Linked DNA regions of Manis pentadactyla: region 2 is linked to region 1. The links are chromatin contacts, called in public Hi-C maps. All regions are on one chromosome and are shown on one strand. Each heading gives the region's core, a stretch centred on a gene start, on an enhancer-like site or on the middle of the called end of the contact. The rest is flanking DNA. Distances are from core to core; before and after follow the strand shown.

What was found. A called contact is a pair of places that touch in the nucleus more often than the background predicts.
Region 2: a contact with region 1 is called in a Hi-C map of skin fibroblasts, with 5 times the contacts expected there. The contact joins the promoter of PDS5A here to the promoter of UBE2K in region 1. A contact is called at or near these places in 2 of 3 Hi-C or Micro-C datasets (blood and skin fibroblasts).

What each region holds. Positions count from the first base shown.
Region 1 is chr5:33,036,710-33,039,970 of mManPen7.hap1, reverse strand. It overlaps UBE2K (ubiquitin conjugating enzyme E2 K), which reads right to left and starts at 1,504. Exons shown (of 7, transcript XM_036908505.2): 1 at 1,297-1,504. The coding sequence starts at 1,359.
Region 2 is chr5:33,281,604-33,284,864 of mManPen7.hap1, reverse strand. It overlaps PDS5A (PDS5 cohesin associated factor A), which reads left to right and starts at 1,511. Exons shown (of 33, transcript XM_036908506.2): 1 at 1,511-1,653; 2 at 2,525-2,702. The coding sequence starts at 2,565.

The DNA of each region.
Region 1 (3,261 bases), core at 255-2,754:
ACGTCAATTACTCATCACATACTTACAATGCTTAATTTCACAGATCATTAATATTATCAAAGAACATAAAAGAATACAAACAGCATTCCGTATTGGTATGAGACAGGTTGAAAATAATAACCATTTCAGTATGACTTTCTAATCTCCCTGTTAAATCCAGGAAGGAAAAACAATCTGGCATTCTTGCTTATTTGGGTATGGAAAACTACTACTACTGACAGTTTTGACTCAAATTACTAGAACATCCTGAATATCTTTAAATAAGTGAGGCCAATACACAGTATTTAAGTTGGGATAAACCTACTCACTTAATAAGGAGATAAAACAATGTATTTAATCTGGTGAAATCCCATGTTTTTAATAGGGCTGTTTTTCAAAAGTATGAATCAAATTAACTGTGAGGGACATCATAATGAAGTTTCATGACACAACACAACAGAGTCAAAGAGACATTGTCTAAGGAGAGACTCTCTGACCCGTAACTTGTTAACAGTATTTTAAAATAAACTACTCATACACTCCATTATATTTTCCTAGCAAAAAAAAAAATGTTTAAATGCCTTTAATACACAGAACAACTTGTCTTTACTTAGTTAAAAAGCTTTAGATGTCAATACAAAAGAGGCCTAAGAATTGGGGGTAAATGGAAATGACATAATGGTCTAATTGGAATTAATTTCCCATCTCAAGTGAAAATTCCCTTATATCCCACTCAAATAAGATAGTATCCCATTATGTCTCCCCTTCTCTCCCAACACCCAACTAAGAGGGAATAACTCTGAACGTTCTTCTCCTTTCATCAATAAGTAAGGACTTTCATCTTTTCTTCCCTAAAAGGGCAGTGGAGGCCTGACAGACTGTAATTCAGAATACCCTCAAAAGTGCAGGTCTTTGAACAGCGCGGCTCTCCGGATCCAGTTACCACCTTTCCCCTTCCCCCAACCCACTTCCCGGGTTTCCTCAGGCTCGGCCTGCTACCTCCCCGCCCTACAGCCACACTTCCAGCGGGTGCCACTGCCCAGGGGTGTTCTCACCGTGCCGAGCAGTGTCCCCTTCTCCATCTGCCCCCTACACCGTGCTCCTAACCAGACCACCCGCTGCGAGACCGTCCATCCCAGGGCCCCGGGAAGGGAGGGAGGGGAAGGCGGCGGAAGGAGAGAGATACTGCTGCCTCCCCACAGGCAGGAGGGCAGCCGTGAGGAGGGCCACCAGGGTTACGAGAGACGTGGGGGTCGCCCCCGGAAGGGCCCTCCCGCCCGGGCTGAGGTGGGGGATGTCCGGGAGTTCATTTCTGACCTCCTCGCTCTTCAGCACCTCCTTGAACTCCCGCTTGATTCGCTGCACCGCGATGTTGGCCATGTCTCCGCCCGCAGCTGATTCGTACCCGCCTCCTCCGCCACCGCTACGACCACCGCCACCGCCGCCACCTCTTCCTCCACCGCCTCCTCCCTCGACGATTCACACCCAAGCACACGAACGCTGCCACTGCCAACCCGGCCGCCGAGTTCTCACTGTGGAATCACCTCCGCGCCCGGCCACCAAAATGGCGCCGGATCCGCGCATGCGCACGACGCTGATCCGGCCCAGCGGCGCAGCCGCTCTCGTTGTAGCCCCCATACGCCTCAGTGGCGAGCCCGCGACGCGACGCGACGGGCGTCTCTGCTGGAGCTACGGCCGCTTGGCTCCGCCCTGCCAACGTCTGGGGCCTGGAGGGTGCGGCTTCCGCGCTCGACAGTCCTGCCCGGTCTTCTCGGGTCCTCCTCTTTGCCTCCTCCCTTTTTCAAACCAACGTGGTAAGCTTGGGCTTCTAGTACCCGGCGTGTGACTGGAGGCTCCAGTCCAATTTAACGGAGTCATGTGGCCTCTTTCGGTTTGGAGCGCCTCCCTGACTCAGCCAGAGAGCCCGCGGGCTCAATGATACTATGAAAACACTATCCCGGAACTCAGTCTGGCCCATTTTCTCCTGGTGTAGAGCGGTCCGTTTTTGTTCTGAAGCCACTGTAGTACCACTATTTTACTACGATCATTACAGGTACTACAAATCATTGAATTAAGTATTGTCACTGTTGGGTCCCACCACAAGTATTTGAGACGGGTTCTCCATGGACATGCCTGAGATGGATTTAGAAGCCAGATGTGGATTTTTGACTTACTTAGATAATAACGAGCCTCCAAACTAAAACCGAGTGTACATCAAAATCCCTGGGAAGCTTGTTTAAAAATACTGCTGCTGGGCCCCCATCCCTAGAGTATAGGGTGGAAGTAATAATTTGCATTTCTAACGAGTTCCCAGATGACTTTTTTCCTTCTGCAGGTTCAGTGACCACACTACGAGAACCACTACACTAAGACATCTGAAAATAGTTTGTATATTGAAGTGAAAAATGGATAAATAGATGTTTCGGGAATGGGGGCAGCTTTGCTTCTGTAAGCCTAGAGCCAACAATAATGCCTGATGCTTGTAGACAATAAATACTGAATGAATAAATGAGTAAAGATAAGAATGAAATGGTTTAAGTGGAAAGTAAGTTTGAAAGGAAATTTGAAAATGGTTGCTAGGATAAGCAGTTGGCTTTGGTGCTGAGAGGTAATCTGAATACAACATTTTGGAGTAAGTAACAAAGGTATTAGAAGTTTATGTTTCACACACTTCTTTCACCTAACCACTAGTAAAGTATCCTATTAGAAAAATATCATAAATACATAGTCTCACCAAAAATTACTAAATTTGTAGCAGCAGAAAAGGAAATAGCCATTGGTAATGAAACATTCAGTGGAGGCACAAGACAAAAAAAACTCACCACAGGAACAAAGGGAATTTTTATTCCAGCTCTCCTTCATGTCAGCTCTCTTTGCCAACCTTGGTTTCCTCATCTGCCAAATAAGAAAGCTGAATTATATGATCTCTTTTAAGGTTTAACAGTTTAGAAGTCTAAAGCATCATCTGGGAACATTTCCCTCAACAGACTGACATAAATTATAAAAACCCTTCCAGCAGAGCCCCCTAGTGGTCCTCAGAGGAACCAACTATATTTGGATCATGGTACAATGAATTATTGGCATAATGTAAATCATGCAATGCTATATTTATTTATGGTGGTACATTAAAATAATTATTTTGAAGTGTGAAAAAGTTTTGAGTACTTTAAATTGATTACCTTCATTCAGTTCCCAATCTAAATTCTGGAACTTCAGAGAAACTTGAACTCTGAAATCACAGGGAGACAACTTGGAAGTACGGTAATTACTTTGGGGGAGAAT
Region 2 (3,261 bases), core at 262-2,761, 240 kb before region 1:
GGAGGGCATATCTGGACTGGAGGGGTTGGGTGGGGTCTCTTCTCCAGTAGCCAGGTCATGAGAGACATGGGAGAGCAGAAGTGGATGACTGCTTGTAAGAATTAAGCAGGTTTCTCCCGCTTTATTTCTCCCTTTGACTGATTTCAGCTTCAAAGGTATTTTGCCCTGGAACTCCCCCCCTGGAGATACACCTACTTCTACACTTACGTTACACTACATTATTTTCAAGCCAGAAGTTAGCGTGATTCTTTAATTTTATAGTTTAAAAAATTTACGTGGAGTTTAGTAAGTGTCAGTTACTATTCCAGGCAGTTTACAAATGTTAATTTATTTATTCCTCATATAATGACCCTCTGAGATAGAAACTATTATCCCTGTTTTACAGATGAGGAAAATGTGGTTCAGAAAGATTAAATAATTTCTCCAAGTTTGCCTAGCTCATAGAGCATAAATTATACCATGTTACTTCTCTGTTTCAAATACTCCAATAACTCCCAACCTCAGAGTATAAGCCCAAATCCTTCCAAAGGCCAATGTACCTCCGCCCTCATCTCTACTTTATTTTCCTCCATAGCAATTGATTTATTTGTAAACATCCTTATTTTGGGGTTCCACTCTCAGAGATCCTGATTCTCTAGGTTTGTGAGTGGAGCCCAGTAACTTATGATACAGACCATTCTTTGAGAACTACTTGACTTGATGCTATTTTCATATTTTGCAGCTTTCAAAACATTAAGTTTAGAAATCTAAAGAGGGGAAGGCAAACCCCGGTGCTGTCACAAGGAAGAATGAGCAGCTCACGCTGTGCCATGTTGCAAAACTTTTCCTCAGTGTGCAGATTTGCTGTCCCCGGGGAAGAAATCAGTTCATTTTCACCGAATAATTACCGTCTTTCAACGAATTCCATCCACGTCCCTCATGAGGAGCCCCAAAAGTTGTCTCAGTGGCATAAGTGGTACATAAAGCTCTGTTCGTCTTGCGTGCCCAGAGGGCCGCGGGGACCTGGCCAGCTTCCCGCCGCCACCAGAGCTCCTCCTCCGCTCCCCGGGTCCGGTCCTCCGCGAAATGCACCGCGCAGCAGGGCTTGGCGCCAACCGGATGGCGGCGCTGTTCGACCGGCGCGCGGCCGCTTCAGGCCCGAGGGAGGCGGAGGCTCGGCCGGCGGAGGAAGGGGAGGGAGCGAGGCGCGCGCCCTGCTCTCGCGTGCTCTCGGACCGCTCGCGTGACCGGCCGTGTGTGCGCGAGGCGCCGGCTCCCAGAGCACCTACGGCCGGGCGCGCGCCGCTGCTAGGGGCGTCCGTGTCCGGGTCGGCGGACCCGGCCGGCGCGAGGAGCAGGCGGGCGGGCGGGCTTCGGGGGTCCCGGGTAGACACGCGCACACGCTCTCGGAGGAGCGTTCTCCGAGGCTGCTCTTCCTCGGCCAGACGGAGAGCGGCAGTGTCTCCCCGCCCAGCACACGCTCGCCCCGCGTCTCCCCCCGCGGCGGCTGCTCCTCCTCGGCACCGCCAGCCCCAGCGCTGCTCCGGAGCGGGCGTCGGCGTCGGCGGGACCCGCGGAGCCGCTTTGTGTGCAGCCCAACGAGGGGCGGCGACGCAACCACCTGACAGAGGCCCTGGCGCTCGATGCACCTTCCGCCCGCATGAGGAGGAGGAGGTAAAGGCGGCGGCTGCGGCGGCGGCTCGGCTCCCGCCCTCGGCTGCTGGAGGGAGAGGACGGAAGGGGAGACCGGAGTGGGGGGGGGGGGGGCGGCGCTCGGAACCGAGGCCCAGCGGGGCTGCCCGGAGGTGTCGGGGAGGCCTCGGCGGCGCCGGACGGCGCCTAGTGGCTGCGGGGCGAGCGAAGCCGCTGGGGTGCCTCAGCCGAAGTTGAAGGAACAAAATGTGAAGTGCGGAGCCGCGTCAGCCGCTTCCTGGCGTGAGGTTTGGGGTGAGGGCGGCTTGTTTTCCCCTCCCACGGGACAGGGGAGGGGCGGGAGCGTGGCAGGGATGCCGAGGGTCCCGAACCTCGGCCCGGCAAGGGCGTTCAATCTTGGGAGCCGCCGCTGCATGTGGGTCCGGTGGGTTCCCTAGTTTTGCGGCCTAAGCCGAGCCTTATAGGCCTCGCGTCCCCTTTCCCAGAGGGGACCAGTCGGGTGCGGACTCTGGGCTTTTCTGGGGCCGAGCGGGGGCCTTTAGGGCCTCGCCAGGCTGCCAACGCCGCCAAACTTAGGGCTTCGGTGCCTGGGAGTGGATTTCATTGTGAAAAACGGAATGGGAAACTCCTGGAGCGGCTCGGCGCTTCCCGCGGCGGTGGCGGCTGCTGCCGGAGAGCCCAGTGGGCCCGGGGGTGGCGTGGCCCGCGTGGGTGGGGGCGGTGGGGCGGCCACCAGGGTCCAGACCTGAGGAGGGAGAGGGCAGCGGGGCCGCTAACGAGTCCCGGGCCTCCTGGGAGAAAGAGCCCTTTGCAGATTAGAGATTTTTGAAATGAAAAAAAGAGGTTACAAAGTCGCCCCTTTCCCGCTGAACTTTTGTTTTCTGACCGATAGAGGCCGGTAGAGGACTGTGAAAGAAAAGTTGTCCCCCAGGATGGACTTCACCGCGCAGCCCAAGCCTGCCAGTGCCCTCTGTGGCGTCGTGAGCGCAGATGGGAAGATCGCTTACCCTCCCGGGGTAAAGGAAATCACCGACAAGATCACCACCGACGAAATGATCAAACGACTGAAGGTAAGCGTCTGGACAGAACATTCACTCTTAAGACGTTTGTAGTAGATGATCTCTCGTGTTGTATTACTGCACTGCTAGGCCTGGCCTTTAGAGTTTCGCCTACCAGCTTTTCTAAGGTGTCTTACCATCTTCTCTTTGACTTCTCTGAAAGGTATTTGACTTCTCTGAAAGATATTGACTATATCTTTGAATAGTAAGTTCTGTAGAGATGTAACCATTATAGGAACTTAAAAGGAGTATGTGTGCTTGAAATGTTACTGTATTTCAAGCATAGGAATTCAAGTATTTTTAAAGTTTTTTTCAGGAAATATCTATGAGAACAATGTTAATAGCAGCTTGCAACCTTAAATGTAAGCAATAATTTGTTTAGGAAGATTCCTGTTTTCATCAACTTTTGAGGAGGACTGATTTAAAATCAGCACAAAAAGCATTTAAAAAATTATCAGAATTTTCTAATATCCAAAAGTTTAAATTTGTGTATAGTATTGTTAAACTTTAACAGAAGGTTCCTCTTAAAATTCAGGCTTGAAATAAGGCAATGATTTAAGCCCACATGTTC